3 separate regions of the Sus scrofa genome follow, and regions 2 and 3 are each linked to region 1. A link is a contact called in public Hi-C and HiChIP or PLAC-seq data. All regions are on one chromosome and are shown on one strand. Each heading gives the region's core, a stretch centred on a gene start, on an enhancer-like site or on the middle of the called end of the contact. The rest is flanking DNA. Distances are from core to core; before and after follow the strand shown. Region 1 overlaps LOC100512907 (a long non-coding RNA gene). Region 2 overlaps LOC100512907 (a long non-coding RNA gene). Region 3 overlaps LOC100512907 (a long non-coding RNA gene).

Evidence for each region. Hi-C and Micro-C count contacts between places; a contact is called where the count stands out from the background. HiChIP or PLAC-seq counts read pairs in DNA pulled down with a chosen protein or histone mark.
Region 2: a contact with region 1 is called in a Hi-C map of fetal skeletal muscle, with 1.4 times the contacts expected there. The contact joins two enhancer-like sites. A contact is called at or near these places in 2 of 47 Hi-C or Micro-C datasets (embryonic fibroblasts and fetal skeletal muscle) and 1 of 2 datasets of contacts at active chromatin or transcription factors (skeletal muscle).
Region 3: an H3K27ac HiChIP or PLAC-seq map of skeletal muscle shows a contact between it and region 1. The contact joins two enhancer-like sites. A contact is called at or near these places in 1 of 47 Hi-C or Micro-C datasets (embryonic fibroblasts) and 1 of 2 datasets of contacts at active chromatin or transcription factors (skeletal muscle).

Annotation. Positions count from the first base shown.
Region 1 is chr7:17,291,513-17,294,435 of Sscrofa11.1, reverse strand. All of the region lies in intron 5 of LOC100512907 (a long non-coding RNA gene), which reads right to left. It overlaps LOC110261655 (a long non-coding RNA gene), which reads left to right. Exons shown (of 2, transcript XR_002346098.1): 1 at 1-2,923. Among named protein-coding and RNA genes, the nearest start is that of PRL, 170 kb to the left of the region's middle. Within about 2 kb of position 1,480, at least 6 of the 83 cell types and tissues checked have an H3K27ac peak or open chromatin away from gene starts, as enhancers often do. A contact at or near this core is called in fetal skeletal muscle and skeletal muscle, where this site is marked.
Region 2 is chr7:17,095,179-17,098,101 of Sscrofa11.1, reverse strand. All of the region lies in intron 3 of LOC100512907 (a long non-coding RNA gene), which reads right to left. Among named protein-coding and RNA genes, the nearest start is that of SOX4, 210 kb to the right of the region's middle. Within about 2 kb of position 1,456, at least 15 of the 83 cell types and tissues checked have an H3K27ac peak or open chromatin away from gene starts, as enhancers often do. A contact at or near this core is called in fetal skeletal muscle, where this site is marked.
Region 3 is chr7:17,120,052-17,122,974 of Sscrofa11.1, reverse strand. The region is part of intron 3 of LOC100512907 (a long non-coding RNA gene); the gene reads right to left. Among named protein-coding and RNA genes, the nearest start is that of SOX4, 230 kb to the right of the region's middle. Within about 2 kb of position 1,489, at least 30 of the 83 cell types and tissues checked have an H3K27ac peak or open chromatin away from gene starts, as enhancers often do. A contact at or near this core is called in skeletal muscle, where this site is marked.

The sequences.
Region 1 (2,923 bases), core at 231-2,730:
CCAGGAACAAACCTGCATCCTCACGGATACCAGTTGGGTTCGTTACCGCTGTGCCACAACTGGAACTTCCACCACGAATCCCATTCTTGAAAGAAGGCACATTAGATGATGAAGTCAGCTATATTTAATATTAATCATAGATTAAAACATATTCACTCTATCCTATTTTTGTTTTAAATATCTGATTATGCAACTGTGTGTACCTAGAGCCTACAAATATATAAAATAAGCCACTGGCTCAGTTTATTCCTTCACTAGTGGGTCCTCATCATAGAAAAGCCATGAGAAAATTAGGATGCATTAGACAGTAGAGTGCTAATTAGTAAATATAAGAATCTCATTTAAAAATCACACTTATGTAACCAAATTTCTCCCCAAAACTAACATTTCTATTTGATTGGACACTGAAAACAAACACCACAGATCTCTAGGCTCTTTATGATTCCCTGGTAACCCAAAAGAGAGAGATTTGCTTCTCAAAATGGGATATATCACTGCCTAATGAGTTTCCAAGTCCAAAAATAACCACACACACACACACACTCCAATGGTACTGGGCATACAAAATAAACATACATTGCTGTGGATTGATTTTTTTTATGTGAGAAAATACACAGGCACATGATCCCAACATAAATATTCAACTTATTATTTCCTTCATTTAAAGTTACCAAATCAGCAAAAAAAGAACAAGTCAGCTACCCAGTGTTTCTTTTAGCAAGTCAACTTTATCCATTCGATTTTCTCATTCATCTCACACACGTGAATTAAGAAGACTGTAAGTTTCTCAGCACACAGGCCTAGGGAAAAAATTAGGTTAAAAGGGTTCATTTTTGACTATATATCCAGCTGTTTATAGCCTTTCATTTTTTCCATGAACTTAACTGGTATCACTATATGTAAAGTTTCTAACACTTCCAGCTAGGGAATACTTCACAGAAGAAAAATGCTTTCCTTGGAGTTTACAAATGCCATTTGGTCTAATTTTTCAGCAAGGGTTTGTCTAGTTAGATTATGAGATTTTTCCTGGAGAGCAACAGCAAGAGAATGTCTCCCATGCTGTCAGAAAGGGAGAGTTATATTTTTGTTCCTTGGAAGAAACATATAATGTAATGGGCAAAATGTCAAGTGGGTGGGGAGTTATTAGCCCATATAAACCTCCAGAGAGCTCTCTCAGGAAAAGGAATTCTGAATAAGACACTGCACTAGCACATTTGGCTTCAAAACGTCATTCAAGGAGGCAGATAGGGGGCTGGGTTTTACGGGAGCAGGACCCACACCAAATGTTCCTAACCAGACAGCAAGTGATTGTGAGGTTCTGAGGGCTCCCCAAAGTCAGGAGTTATTTAGGAAAACTGGAGTTTTAAACACTGGGAAGATGGACTGCAAAAAAACGAGCTCAGAGCGTCAAGGCAGAATCAATACTGGGACCTTAGGAGCTGGTTCAGAGAGAGAGCTTGCACACAGGAACAAAGGAGAAACACCCTGGATCCTTTCTGCAAGGCTTCCTGCCTGGATTTCTCATCTATCAGATGGGCGTGTCTATGGGAAAAGTCCGAATGGCTTATGAAGCTCAAAGTAAGACGTGGGTCAAGATGCAGTTGCTCTACATGAGAACAGCTGAATTGCCAGACAATATTCTATTCATTTATTTAGTACATATTTCCTGAGCAGCTCAACGCCTTAATTTTTTCCTAATGTTGGCCTCTATTTTAGATAAGTCTGATATATATTTTTAAAATCTGTATTTAAAAACTAAGAATGCTGCAGCTGTACACCTTGGCTCGGGAACATCCGCATGTCCTGGGCTCAGCCAAAAACAAACAAGCCAATGCCCACCGTTTCCAGGAGGCTTCACTGGAGGACGGCATTCTACTTCACAGGCAACGCATTTAAGGAGAGTTGATTTGCAAAATGTTTTCTCAGGGATCCCTTCATCATGCATGTGGAGCTTTACGCAGCGTGGTGATTAAGAACAGGAACTGGGAAGGCAGGCTGCATGGGCTCAAATGCCAGCTTCACCACTTTTAAGCTGGGTGACCTTGGGCAAGTTATGAAACCTTTTTGGAATCAGTTATTCTCCACTCTGCAACGGAGGAGAGAGCAATACCTACCTCACGTGGGTGTTCTGAAAGTGATTACACAGAAAGCATTGTCAAATCATGCCCAGCCGGAGGAGGTGATAGCAAAGAGTCAGCTGTTGATGCCGTTATACTCCGAGAACATACATACTGTGAAAAGACCATTTCTTTTTCTTCTCACTAGATTAAAAAATGTTCCATTTCAAAACATTCCAAAAACCAGGTGGTCCTGTCTATCTCACTATCTGCCAAACTCCTTCCTTAAAGAAACTGAAGTTATGTGGCTCGAAGTCAAATTTAATGATTGAGACTGCATCTACAAATCCACCAAGACTTGGGAAAGGAATAGCCCTTTAATAATTCATAGTTACTATTTCAAATGCCTGTTTGGGTCTGGAAGTAACCAAATGAGCAAGTTCTAACTACTCACACGTACACCTCAATAACAACCAAGCCTCATCCCCTGACAGAATCAGATGGGGTTACGGAAACTCAGACCACTCTCACCTTCCCATCCCTCACCTCCACCTGCATCAGATGCCACGGCCACTGTTCTCTGTGCAGATCCCTGGGCACACCACTGGGCACTCCCAAGATGGCACGGGAACCCCAAAGTGATAGAGCCACAACAGTGGCCTCTGGCAAAGGACACTGCTTTTCCTGGTGCCCAAGGCCATGAGGGGAGCCTGTCATGATGCTTCAAGTTCCTGTCACAGAAACTGCCAACAGCTCTCTAGATTTTTATTGACAGGCTTTCTGCTGTTTTCCACAAACTCCCAAATCCCATTAAAAACAATTGTACACCTTGGCCGGGAAAGTCCTCATGCCTGGGGCTCAGCCAA
Region 2 (2,923 bases), core at 207-2,706, 200 kb after region 1:
AAGAGCAGGGTGGCTTAGATTGAACTTCAAGGCTATCAGAGATAGAGAAATAAAATTAGGATTTAAGAAAAATTTTAAAGTCCCTTTCATTACCCAGCCACATCCCTCCCATACCCAGAAGTGCCAACTCTGGCTCCAAGTATCCTAAGACATTTAAAGGCTGACAAGAAGAAATTCCCATCTACTGCCCTAACACTTAATGTGGGCAGATGTCAACTGTTGGTGCCCAGGTGTTGAAACGTGCCTGTCTCACTTTGAAGCAGTAAGACAAGACAGGCTGAATACTTGTGGTTGATTATTGCAGCTCTCAAGTGAAGGCCAAAACGACTCTGAACACATGAGAAATGGAATACTCTTTCAAAACGCTCTGACTGAAGTGCCTCATTTTAGATTGCAAAATGGATTTTATACATTTCAGCTTTAAAAAAAAAAAAAAAAAAAAGAGGGAAGGAAAAAGAAAGAAAACAGGCGGATCGGTTTATTTTCTGAGCACAGTATTAATGACTAGATGACATCACCAACAGCCAATCAGAAATCTCTCTGGAGTCGGGTGTTCTAACACCATTTCATATTTATGGGTAAGCACCAGAAGGGTGTCAACCCTAAGCTGCATTTTCCTCCCTACTCACTTCTAAACAAAGTGCCTGCTTTCATTCAGCAGCCAAACTGGGGCGGGGGGCGGGGGGAGGGAACCACCTCTGTCTCTTCTTTCTCCTCCCAGGCTGTTTTCTGACAATCCCAAAATAATAAGTGGAAAGCAAGAGAGAACGCCTGGGACCTTATGTCACTGCTTCCTGCAAAGCTGAACAGTCTCTGGAGCTTCAGAAAAGTCCTTCACTGACAAACCAAAGCCAAGACTTCATCTGTTAAACCTTTAAGAGCAGAAAGGAGAGACGGCTTGCAGAAGACAGGGTCAAGGCTCTCTGTACTCAAGAAGTGAATGCGATTGGTTTTCCCCCTCCTATTTTTTTCAATCATTCTCTACTCCCACAACTTCCTCCCCTTCTAAAGCAATGTTGAAGAAGAGAAACAAGTTAACCCTGCCATGGTTAATCTTAGGCCAGTGCACATAGAACAGCTCAGCTTCACTCTCACCCAGATGGATGGAGGCCAGACATCATCAGGGGACCCCAGGCTCAGGACGATGAAGTCAGCACATCAGTGCTGCTCACAATGCTCTCACGGTTGTTACTAACTACAGAGCTGGTGGGAGATGCTGTGGCCAGAACAGAAGCATGGCTCGAGTTTGTCTTCCATCTAAAATCAATCTGTATCAACAGAAACTGACAATGCAATTCAAATTCGAGGCAGCACAGAAGAGACGTTTATGGCATCCACAAAAAAAAAAATCCCTGCCCCAGACAAGTGCAATGTGCATCCTGCTCTCACACTTCTCCCAAAAGCTTGCCTGGAGATGAATATAGCCCTTTTCCTTTTCCACAGCCCTAACCATCTGATGTTGTATCAGGATTGCTGGATTCAGCCCAAAACCAGAATTATAACATGTAATAAGATGCTTGGCCATGCCGCAAAGATGACAGAATTTGGCATGCTGGCCTGGAGCCAAAGTGACAGATCTTGAGCTGATGTTTCTTTCCAACAGATTTAATAATGTACAAAGAGAAAAAAATTTAATAACCTACTCTGAGCAAATTCAGTGTCTACAAGCTTCTTTCGGTTTGCCTCCGACAAGCCCCCTCACCCCCACCAGTCCATACTTTCCTAGATGCCAAAAACATGCAAATTAAGTGACTGTAGCCTGGCCCTTTTCACGATTAACTTGGGTCAAAGGTAAGCTCATTAGATTCAAAGGGACAAGGGGAAGGGGGGATCTCCCTAATTAGGGGCTATGTAATCAGAATCATCTAATTTCTCCTGCATGCCCCCACCTAAGCCTCTCCCTCCCTGCCACATGGGAAAGCTTATATCTTTTATACACAACCCACATACACTCTTCTCCTTGCAGAGACTCCATACAAATCACGGGTCACAATATAAGGGAAAGACAGTTATGTCTGAAGCAAAGAAAAAAGGAATCTGACCAAGGACCTTAGGTCATCCAGGGCTTAGGAAGACAGGGAAGGAAAAAATGATGTTTCAGATGCCTTAAAGAAAAAAAAAAAAAGAGGAGGAGGAAAAAAGAGTTCCTTTTGTCCCATATGCTAAGCAATGGGTGTTGTCAAAGTTATAAAAATTCACCAAGACAAAAATTAAAAGCAAGACATGAAAATCTGAGCACTCTGTGATAGAGGAACCAATTAGAAGGCAATATGCTCGTCTCATAAATCCAAAAATAAATATTTGAGTGTTTCTAAAGTGCATTCTTGCCAATGCCCTTTCCTAAGACAAAAGGGATCCTTTCTAAAACCTACCAATTAGAAGGCGTTGTTATTACTCTCTAATCTTGGTGCTCCAAGGTAGTTGGCAGAAGAGAAAACTAATTTGGATCATCCAAAAATCATTTACATTTGGTTTTAGTTGTATTATATGAGGGTGGTAAGTTGGCAACAAATTTCCCTCCCTAATTAAGTTTAGTTTAGAATGACTTTAAATTTTATATTCCCTCAGCAGCCGTTAACTGACGACTACAGACAGTGGCCGGCTGGCAAGAGGAGAAAGCCAATTGTGGACTTTTTTTTTTAATTGTCATAGATAAGTTCCCCACATGTAGCTAATCATGGTGATAGAACTGGCTTTGGCTCATGATGACAAGAGCTGCTAAGCATCCTGAGGCCTAGAATTGCCAAGAGCATCCTGTGTGTGCAAAGGTGGAACCAGATGCGGCCAGGAGGGTGAGGCCATGAGACAGCAAAAATATTTCATCTTTATCATCATATCCTCTCACTCCATGTTCCACATTCATTACCTGTTCCTTCCCCCAGCTCTTCAAAGGTAAGGCTGTTGCTGGTACCTTAGGATCTCT
Region 3 (2,923 bases), core at 240-2,739, 170 kb after region 1:
CCAGACCTCTCTGCTCCCATCCTGACCCCAATACCCCAAGGACCTAAGGGACATTTCAAGTACAAACAGCTCAAAATTGAACTCATCTTCCTCTTGCCAGTGCATTTCATCACCCCCCGCCCGGTGTCCTCCCCACCCCAACACACACACACACTTGGCAGTCCTTGACCTTCCTCACGTCTAGTCCATAAAGCTATCCCGGCCTGAGCTATGCCCTATTAACCAGGAAGAGCTAGACTTCCGTCAGATTAAAGACCCTCCCTGAGGCTCTCCCTTCCAGACTCCAGCAAGCACTGCTGTGCTGCAGGTGCGCCCACCATGCACGGGAGGTCACGCCCTTTTCCTTCTTTCTGAGCCCCGACTCCCCACACCCAGGCCAGGCCCCTATATGCCCATTTCGAAAGCACTAGCATGCACTATGCAGGATCCACTTCCTTATGTCACTGGGGGAAAAAATAATAATAATAATAATAATGCCCTTCAGGAAGCCGCTGTCAACTTTTCTGAAGCAAGAACTGAAAAAAGCAGCTCCCGTCTCCCAACATTACCATCTCCGAGGAAAATTCTTCAACAATGAAATAACCACATATTTCATAAAACAAACCCAAAAGGAGTTCAACCAGTCTGTTAAACAGTAACAGGTTGCAAAGCCAGAACTAACCTGGATGAGGACTTCAAGCTGTGACAAAAAGAACACGAAATCAAGTTACAAATGGTCAAAGTCCACTGACTGACTGAATGACCCTCTGCCATTTCTGACAGCTGCACACCTGCTGTTCAGCAGTGGTGATTTTTTTTTTTTTTTTTTTTTGCCTGTTCAGCCTCGACCTGCTGAAACATAGCTCAGATGCAAATATTTTAGGAGGATACACTTCCTTAATACTGGACTATCAAAGCAAGGCCGAGCAGATTTTTCCAAGAATACAAGGTCTCATTCGAAGAGCAGACTTACAGTTTCAGCTCAGTTCAACTTTGTGGACAGACTACATACACCTCAATGAAGTTCTTTTCCTCAGTGTCTTTAAGGAGCATTTCTATGACTGATCCCAACACAAGGAGGGTTAATTATAAACTCTCAGGGTACCACTTGACGACCCAGGCACTGGTGGCAGCTGCAAGGACAGAGGTCATGTATGCTTCTCTCTAGAATAAAATTCTCTTTACCCCCACGTTAAGGTGATTACTCAAACTTTAAAGACTCCCTGTGCCCCGCCCCCCATTCCAGCCTACTCGAATTTTCCTTAGGCTGATTGACTCTAGGAAAACAAGGATTGCATTATGCTTGCCTCCTTGCAATGAGGTCAGTTCTAGTTTCAAATTCCCTTTCAGAACAACCCCAAGGCCACAGACTGTTAGAAACCCCAGCTGCTTGATAGCACAGGAGGGCCTCAGCCATGACAAGGGAGCATTACTCAAGTCCTAATCAGCAAATGCATCCTACACCCAGACTGGCATCCTTGCAGGTCGATTCCGACACGCTGGGCAGAAACACGTCTGAAAACAAACCCAGTCTCGGCTCCTCCTCCCAAAGCTCCTCGGCCAAAGCCAGGCTGCAGTGCAACGTTCAGCGGTGATTTTCTCCAACTGGCACCATCTGTGCAAGCCCTGCCAGACGTGCTGACAGAGCAGGCTGCGTAGACCATTACTAATCCACCAGGGTCAACGGGGTCAGGCCTGCAACACGATGCCTATAGATTTCAAAGGCAGGCCTTCCCTCCATGCCAGCTAATCCATCTATGTTGAAAAGCAAGCACATTTTTAGTCCACTTTCTTTTAAATTTCAAAGGAAAAAAAAAAAATCTCATTTTTAAAGCTCTTAAGCGAGGGAGTAGCTTGCATGTAGTCGGCGCCCTGATACCAGTTAAACTGTATGAGGCCTTCAGGGCATGAGGCTCACTGTCGATCCTTTGCCAAAACTGGGTCAAGAGACCAAGAGGATAACTCTCCTCAGATGACAAAAAGCCTTCAAAAGAAGAGGGACACCATGGATCAAGACTCAGTCTCTGTGGCCAAGAGTCCCCTACCCCAAGCTGAGCCTACAAACAAAGAGTAAATGCCAGCAGCTTGTCTCCCAGGATCACAAAGTGTGAGCTGAGGCAGTGTCAGCTGGGCTGGTAAGTAGCATTACCCACCACCTACTGCAGAATTCTGCCATGAGCAATGCCCCTACTATCGGCTACCCTCCAAGCGTTTGCTAAATACCTACTGGGTGCCAAGAGCTCATGTTTCTTTGCATTTCTGCAGTGTCTCCATTAAGGAACCAGGATGACTGTGAGTCTAGTACCTCAGCCTTGGACTGGCCCGAAGAGGCCCATGGCCCCACGAAAGCAGGATGGTGACCTTGTCTTCCAAGTGTCCCTGGGCAGCACAGACTTGCTGCAGGCCTGCTGCAGTAACAAAATAAAGCAGCTTGTAGATACTTTTATGAATACCAATGTGTGTGTGTCAGGACCAACACTGCCATCATTTCTTTGTAGTAGATGGTATGTTATTCTAGATCTTCAAAAGATGACTCAATCTAAGAGCCCAAAAAACTCCAACGGCCACAAAACTAAAACATCACCCCAAGCTCCAAAGAACCTAGAGCTTTTGTTCATAATAATTAAAGGTTTAAAGACATTTCACGATAAGTGACTTCATCTTCTTACATGTGCTTAGGTATCAGTTTCTCCCCTTACCAGAGTTTAAACGGCTACAGAGGTAGGAGTTAGGAGGAATTTGCAGGTTAAAAAATAATGAATGATTCCTTTAACCCAGATCATTTTCCTTGCACAGCAAGCTGGGAGGGTCACAGATCTGACAAGGCTGCCCCAGCCTAATCTGAGGAGCCGGTTTGCATGAGTTCCTATTAAGGACTTTCTTCTTCTGGTTTTTCTAAGCTTCAAGCAACTACAGAAAACTCCGGGCTAAGCCAGCTCTCAAC